Linked DNA regions of Capra hircus: region 1 is linked to region 2. A link is a contact called in public Hi-C data. All regions are on one chromosome and are shown on one strand. Each heading gives the region's core, a stretch centred on a gene start, on an enhancer-like site or on the middle of the called end of the contact. The rest is flanking DNA. Distances are from core to core; before and after follow the strand shown.

Region 1 (3,739 bases), core at 36-2,535, 75 kb after region 2:
CAGGATTCCCTCCCGGCTTCTGCTTCCTCAGATCCTCCCACCCGTCCCACCCCTCGTTTAGCCTCTTCCACACCTGCTCTTGGTCACCTCCAACCCACCAACATTCCTCTCTCCTTTCTTTGACCTCCTGTGGTTCCTGAAGTGGGCCCTCGCATGGAGCTCACTGCCCTGGACTCACAGTCCAGGCCATCTGCCGCTTGAACCAGAACCTCAGCCTGTACTGTTCAGGGGTCGTGCCTGAGAAGTCTTAACTTTCCTCCCTGACCACCAGCCCAGGACTGACGCAGAGCCAGAGGGCAAAGTGTGGCATTGGATCCGTCAGAGCCCAGGCTCCTTCACAACCTACCAAGTGGGCCTGGGCCCCGCCCAACTCGTGGAAACTTGCCTTCCTTAGTAAGAAAGAAAGAAAGAAAGAGAGAAAGTGAAGTCGCTCAGTCATGCTTGACTCTTTGCGATCCCATGGATAGTAGCCTGCACCAAGCTCCTCCATCCATGGGATTTTCAAGGCAAGAGTACTGGAGTGGGTCTCCATTTCCTTCTCCAGGGAATCTTCCCAACCCAGGGATCGAACCCAGGTCTCTCACATTGTAGACGGACGCTTTACCGTCTGAGCCACCAGGGAAAACAGGCTTAGAAATGCCATCTTTTTCCTGACTGTAGTACAGGTGAAATGAGACATAAAGATGAAAATTTGTAACCTGGAGCCTGCCTCATCGGTAACAGGAGATCAGCAAACGCCAGTCTCCTTCCCTTCAGGCTTTGCATGGCTTTTCCTGCTTATCCTCCCCAGGGGGGCATGTTTAGCTGAGGCCTGCGTGCTCACTCACATACCTGCCAGGTATGCATGGGAGCTCACACCTGCCCAGGCTCACATTGAGGCAGAAATAGAAACTTCCTAGCCCACGCCTCCCTAGCTCTGTTCATTAGCTCCCAGTTCTCTTGGTCAGTGGGAGGCCCCATGTCCAGACTCAGGCCATGCCCACTTCTGTCTCCTGGTACCGTCCTGAAGGTGGCTGTTAGGTGGGGAAGCATCTCCAGGGAGCCTGGGTGTTCCTCCCTTCTCAAATCCTTCCCGCCATCAGCCTGGCCCCTGCCTCCCTCCCTCCCTGCCAGGACAACCTCTCTGCTTCACAGCTGCTGTGAAAGAGATAGGCAGCCCGGATTATCAGGCCAGAGGAGGCTCCCCATGGCAGCCCCCATCTCCACCCTGGCAAAGGTTCCAGGGCTTAACCCCCTCTGTGCTGGGCCCTCACCCCGACTGAGTCTGGTTCCAGACTCTGGGGACAAGGCCTGGTTCTCCTCACTCGGGCAGGCATGATGACTCACCCTTCCCCCCTCCCCCTATCATTGCCCGTTTCATGTCTCCAGCATCCTTCAAGCCTCTTTCAGCAAGACCCCTGTCTTTTCCCAGGCCCCTCTGGTCGTCTTCTCTGGCTAGCCAACTTCTCTGACACGAAGGCTAAACAGGACCATCTCCTGGTTAGGGCCTGGTGCAGTTCACCCAGGCCTCCCTTTTCTGAAAGTCAGCAGGAAGTAGTGAAAAGAGAACAGGAGCCTCAGAGTCTGGGAGTCTGGCTTCCAGTTCTGGTTCTAGCTCAGACCCTGTGTGACCTCAGGCAAGTTTCTCCACATCCATGCCCCTTGGTGATTTCATATAACGGAGGGCAGTAGCTCTTTTCACAGGGTTGACTCAGGGATTACATGAGAAAGACACACATATCACTTTAATAATCAGTTGGAAAACAAATTAAAATCTGAAGAAAGAAATGCCTGCAAGAGGGCTTTATAAGCCAGCTACCAAGCAAAGGATACCAGCTCCTACATGCTAAGTGCTCATAAAGTGCCATACTTGATGCGAACGTGAGCGCTATCATTCAGTCCTTATAACATCCCCACTACAGATGGCCCCAGGGCTTCCCAGGTGCCTCAATAGAAAAGAATCCAACAATAACAACAACAAAGTAAAGAATCCATCTGCCAATGCAGGAGATGGGAGAGTCACAGGAGATTTCTATTCCTGGGTCAAGAAGATCCCATGGAATAGGAAATGGCAACCCACTCCAGTATTCTCGCCTGGAGAATCCCAAGAACAGAGGAGCCTGGCGGGGGTACAGTTCATGGGGTCACAAAGAGTCGGACATGACTCAACATGTGTGCACGACACATAGGTGGCCTCGCGCTCAATTCTGAACCTCTTCTCTTTACACCTACACTCATGCCTTCGTTGAGCTCATCTTGTCTCACAGCTTTAAATACTGTCTACACACTGAATGACTCCCTAAGTCCTGTGTCCAAGCCAAGCCTCTCCCAGACACTAATGGGTAAAGTGAATCTCCTACTTGGCAAATTTCTCTAATAGGTACCTCAGACTTAACATGTTCAAAATCGAGGTCCTGATTCCACTTCAGTTCTGTTCCTTCAACTATTTCTCCCATTTCAGTAAATAACAGCTCCATTCTAGACCAGTCAAAAAACCTTGGAGGCAATTTATTCTTTTTTTTTTTTAATTTCTAAAAACACTTTATTGAGGTGTAACTGACCATAAACTGCACTCATTAAAAACGCACACTGTGGGACTTCCCTGGTGGTCTAGCATTGAGACTCTGACTTCCACTGCAGGGGACACAGATTCAATCCCTCATCAGGGAGCTAAGACTTCACATGCCATGCTGGGCAGCCAAAAAAAAAAAAGCATAATTTGATAAGTTTGGGCATATGTATACACCCACTGAGACAATTTATTCTTGAATTAACTGTTTTATTGAAGTACAACATATATTTTTAAAAAATGCGCAACTCATAAGTGAATTATCACAAAGTGAACACACCCATGCAACAAACATCCAGGTCAAGAAACAGCACGTTGCCAGGAGCCTCCGGTGTCCTCTCTCTGTTACTCCCCTCTTTCTCTCCAAAGGTGACTTCTATCCTGACTTCTAATGCTATAGATTAGCTTTGCCTGCTTTTTTGGATGTTGTACGATGGGATGAATCCTAATCACCTGCCCACTAGGGAACTCCCAGTATTCTTGTACATATATGTATGCATATATCTGCTGCGGTTGGAATGGTTGGGTCAAAGGGCATGCTTATGTTCAGGGGTGTGTGTGTGTGTTCAACTCTGCGATCCCATGGACTGTAGCCTGCCAGGCTCCTCTGCCCATGGAATTTTCCAGGCAAGTGTAGGTACTATGGCGGCTCAGTGGTGAAAAATCTGCCTGCCAATGAAGGAGATGCAGGAGACTTGGATCCCTGAGTCAGGAACATCCCCTGGAGAAAGCACACGGCAACCCACTCCCGTATTCTTGCCTGGAGAATCCCAAGGACAGAGAAGCCTGGTGAGCTGCAGTCCACGGGGTTGCAAGGAGTCGGACACAAATGAGCTCACGCACATGCACCTGTACTATCTTCTGTCAAACAGGTTTTCACAGTGGTTATATTGATGTACACTTCTGCAGGATGTATGTGAAATTTCCAGTTGTTCCATATCCTGCCCTACGCTTGGTATTGTTGCTCTTTTCTATTTTAGTCATTCTGGTGGATGTGGAGTGGTATCTGTTATGGTTTGAATTTGCAGTTCCTTGATGACTAATGAAGTTATGCGTGCTTGTCTCACTATTCATCACTGTGCAACAAATTATCCCCAAATTTGGAAGCTTAAATAATGGTTAAGACTCTATGCTTCTACCGGAAGATCCCTTGGAGGAGGGCATGGCAACCCACTCCAGTCTTCTTGCCTG
Region 2 (4,029 bases), core at 1,117-3,616:
TGGTTCCAGCCTGACTCATCTGGGTTGCTTAGGGTCCTGGAAGGCTGGGCCCTAGGGTGAAGTCAAGGGACCTGGTCGGGGGAGCGGGGGGGGGGGGGGGGGGAGTGGGGGGTGGGGGAGGGACCCTGCAACCATTCTGGCCCGAATCCAATGGCGCTCATGGATCGCCCTCTAGTGGAGGACAGAAGGATTGCAAGGGGCTTTGTGTGGAAGAGTTGCCTGCTGCTGCCCTCTGGTGGTTCGATGAGGGAGGTGCAGGCTCAACACAATAAGGGCTACAGTCCCTGATTCATACCCCACCAAAGCCTAGTGCCTGTCCTTTGGCAGGTGTTTCTTGGTCTAATGATAGTAGCTACCATTCATTGAGTACTTTTGATATTGCAGACACTGCTAAGCATTTTCTATGCATTATTTCACTAAAAGGACCTTTGAAGACAGTGCAAATTCCCACCTAGCACAAGATACAGTCGGTCCTTTGTGGGTTCCACATCCTTGAATTCAATCAAGAAGGAGTAAACTGAAACACTTGGGGAAAGCTACAAAGAGCAAAACTTATTGGCCACTCATGGGCAAATTCACCTGGTGTTACATTGTATCTACAGATTACTTAAAGCACACTGTAAATTGTGTGTAGGTTATATGCAAACATTATGCTATTTTCTATCAAGGACTTGAACATCTGTGGACTCTGAGTTGGGAAATTCTTAAACCAGTTCCCTGTGGATAATGAGGGATGACTGTGAGCACTTGGTGAATGTTAGCCTAACTCCAAAAGCCTTCGAGGTATTCAAAGCACTTGGATTTCCCCATCCACACTTGCTTTTCATACAGGCCTCAAAGGGGGTGCCTGTGATTATCCATATTTGAACTTTCAGTGATCTTCCAGCTATTTGGGGGCAGGGCCTGGATTTTTCTTCCCCTTATCACTGGATTCTGTTTTAAGCTCCAGCAATCCCTAGATTAGCTTCCTTTAATTTTGGCAATAGATTTGGTTTTGGATCTTCGCTATGCTTGCTTTTTGGCAAGTTACTTAGCTACATGACATCCTTACTCTCGCTGGTAAAATGAGAGTAATCCTGCTAGATTTGTTGTAAAGATTAACTCATCAGCATAAAGGGCCTTACTCTTGCCTGGCCCTAAGAGGCCTGTGTATGGAAAATACTGTTCAGGCTCAGAGTATGGGAAGGAGAAGGTTCAAAGGCTGTAGTTTACTGTCTCTGCTTTCCCAGCCAAAGACTCAGGTGAAGAACCCTTACCAGAAGTGACAGGAAAGGTCTATGCCTGAGACAGCAAGCCTGAGGAACTAACCAAAACCTTCAAAAGGTCAAATTCACTCATCTAGGGAGAGACGAAGCCCTGGCTGCTTTGCTGAGAAACATGGCTCTTTCATGAGCTGAACCATCTTGGTATAGTGAGGCCTGGAAGCTGGTAAAAGACCATGGGCTCTAGCAGAAAAAATGCCTTAAGCACAGATCTGGGTTTCCAGCACCAACAGGTGGAAATTCTTCTGCGTTAGCCTTTCAGCAGAAGCCAGACGCCCCCCTCCCCAGATCAAGTTCTCCCCCTGCTGGCAGCACTGAGCCACTGCACCATGCCAGGCGGTAGGTTCCTCCTTTGGTTGACCCCATACCCATACTGCTCATTCCTTGCCTCTGCAGGTGGTCATAATTGCTTATGGAACTCAAGGCAGGTTTTGCATCACAGTGTGAGTGGGGCTCAACTGTCTACTGTTTAGCCTTGTTACTCTAGGCTGACTGTAGGTCACTAACGAGTGGGAGAGTTTTCTTTCACACGGATGGGATGAGGAGTAAAGGCAAAAAGTACCTTCACAAAAAAACACCCCATAGACAAGGGCATGCTCAAGGTGCTTTCAACTCCATCAGTTTGGAGAACCACCTATTAACCATCTGATTGCACACTCACTGAGTTCCACAGCCTGTGGGATCTTTCCTTCCCTCCATCACATCTTAGCCCAGACCCAAACTCAGCAGGAAGAGGAGACCTAAAGAGCTGTTGTGGATTCCCCCGCCCCCGAGACAAAAAAAAAAAATCTCCAATCAGTACTCAACATTTTAAGACTGAAATTGCCAAGAGGGCCACTTTTCATGTTACAGATTATTACAACACTTATCACTTGTCAGAGGTCCTCAGAAATTCCAAGATTTTCAAGGGGGAGGGGAGGGACATTCAGTCTTAAGTGGGCTTATTCACAAACCAGATCCCCATTTTTCAGTGACTGATGGTCCTTGAACACGGCAGTACACTGAACTGGGCCTCCAGTGAGGGGCAGCGAACATAACCATCAAGTCCGACTAAGCCCCCCACAGCCCTGCCCAGGGGAGATGGCCAGTCAGGCGGGTGCCCCTTCCAGGGGCTGACTCAGCACACCTGCCCTGGGATGATGGGTGGGGAGGGCTTCTGACCGGGACAAATACTCTAGGCGGCCCTTTAAAAATGAGAAATTACTTGTAGAAAGTATTAAAAACCGTTAAGAAAGATCATCTGAAACAAGCATTAACGAATAGGACAAGATCAAAAGGTGAGTTCTCTCTTTTTACTGGTTTATAATAATCTTAAAAACCCCACCCCCCCCATAAACCGCCACAGGTGAGAGGATGAGGGAGACGGAGAATGAACGCTACAGTATGCGGACGGCAGGAGACCCAGATTATTCTCTAGGGGCAGCGTGGAATGGAGGCTGGGGTGTGGGAGGAGGCCCTGGCGTGGACCCTTATTGCTGGTTGGGGGTTGGCTGGCAGAGGGGAAGAGGGGCTCAGGGTGAACTAGGAAACATCTCCCACCAAAAGTGAGGGTAGTGGGGGGCGGGGGGTCACAGTACATTTTCCATGCAGACTAGGGGTGGGAGTGAGAGCTTCAGATGCACCCCTACACAGGAAGAGATGGGTTTGAGGTTTGATTTTTAAGCCCCCAAGTTGGTGTCTGGTCCAATTTCCTAAAATGGCAGCTCACCTTTTGGGGAGAGAGGCATTGGAAGAAAATTACAGCAAAAATATCTGGTTTAGAGATCAAGCAGGGGATAAGCTGAGACAGTGGTGTCCTTTCAGAGAATTTAACTCAAGAGAAGCAAGAACTGGAAGGGGCCCCTGGGTGAGATGGTGGCCAACACACTGGGAGAAGGCATCACACCAGAAGCTGCTGGCGCTCCTGGGGGCTCAGGACAGGAAGGTACCAGTGTCTACAGACGGCAGCAAAACAATGGGGAACAATAAATTAGGGCTTTCCTGTTGCTATCATTTGGCATAACACAATCAGGCATTATTTTTCCTTGTTTTTTCTTTTTAAATATAAGGCAACTTGCCAACACATAATTTAAAAACTGGTCTTCAGTCACATTGCTTCAGATCACTAGAGAATTTCTGGCTAAAGAACAGTGGATAGTACAGTAAACAAAACCAAGAATCTTAAATAACATCAGCTCACATTCCCCAGAGACAAGATGAAAGGGTAGGACTTATATGGTTTAAAGGAAAAAAAAAAAAACCCCCCGCCCAACTATGTATCTTTAACAGGAGGGTGCAAACCATTACAACAAAACATAACCTAAGTTACAGAAAAGTTAAAAATTTCTAGCCAACTAACTGTCACCTGGGAAAGACACTGAGCGTGGAGTGGGTGAGGGAAGGGCGAGGGGCAGGAGGGGCTGTTTCCAATAGAGGCCCATCTCCAGCTGTTGGAACCATGCTCATTTGGTAAAGGAGAAGTCAAAGAGCTTAAGGCTTTGAGTTTTTTTTCCTTCATTAAACTGAGGGGCTGCGGAAGGTGACTAGACAGTGAATGTACCTGTGGGGCCGCTCACACACATTGCTACTCAAACCCACGCTACATTCATACAGAAACAGGACGTTTAAAACTTACAGTGTAGAGCAATATTCTTAGCCAGTGTAGAGAACCAAATGCAGTTTAACTTTTTTTTCAGTGTTTTTAATTCCAAACTCCAATGTGATCATCCTATACCTACTACCTAATTCCTCAAGACAGACTGGCTTTTTGTTTTGTTTGTGAGGGGGG

The links. A called contact is a pair of places that touch in the nucleus more often than the background predicts.
Region 1: a contact with region 2 is called in a Hi-C map of liver, with 2.4 times the contacts expected there. The contact joins two enhancer-like sites. A contact is called at or near these places in 3 of 5 Hi-C or Micro-C datasets (blood and liver).

What each region holds. Positions count from the first base shown.
Region 1 is chr19:20,074,051-20,077,789 of ARS1.2, forward strand. No RefSeq gene overlaps it. Among named protein-coding and RNA genes, the nearest start is that of MIR144, 7.8 kb to the left of the region's middle. Within about 2 kb of position 1,286, at least 1 of the 5 cell types and tissues checked has an H3K27ac peak or open chromatin away from gene starts, as enhancers often do.
Region 2 is chr19:19,998,430-20,002,458 of ARS1.2, forward strand. FAM222B (protein FAM222B) reads right to left here. Exons shown (of 3, transcript XM_018064321.1): 3 at 2,535-4,029. Among named protein-coding and RNA genes, the nearest start is that of TRAF4, 8.1 kb to the left of the region's middle. Within about 2 kb of position 2,367, at least 1 of the 5 cell types and tissues checked has an H3K27ac peak or open chromatin away from gene starts, as enhancers often do.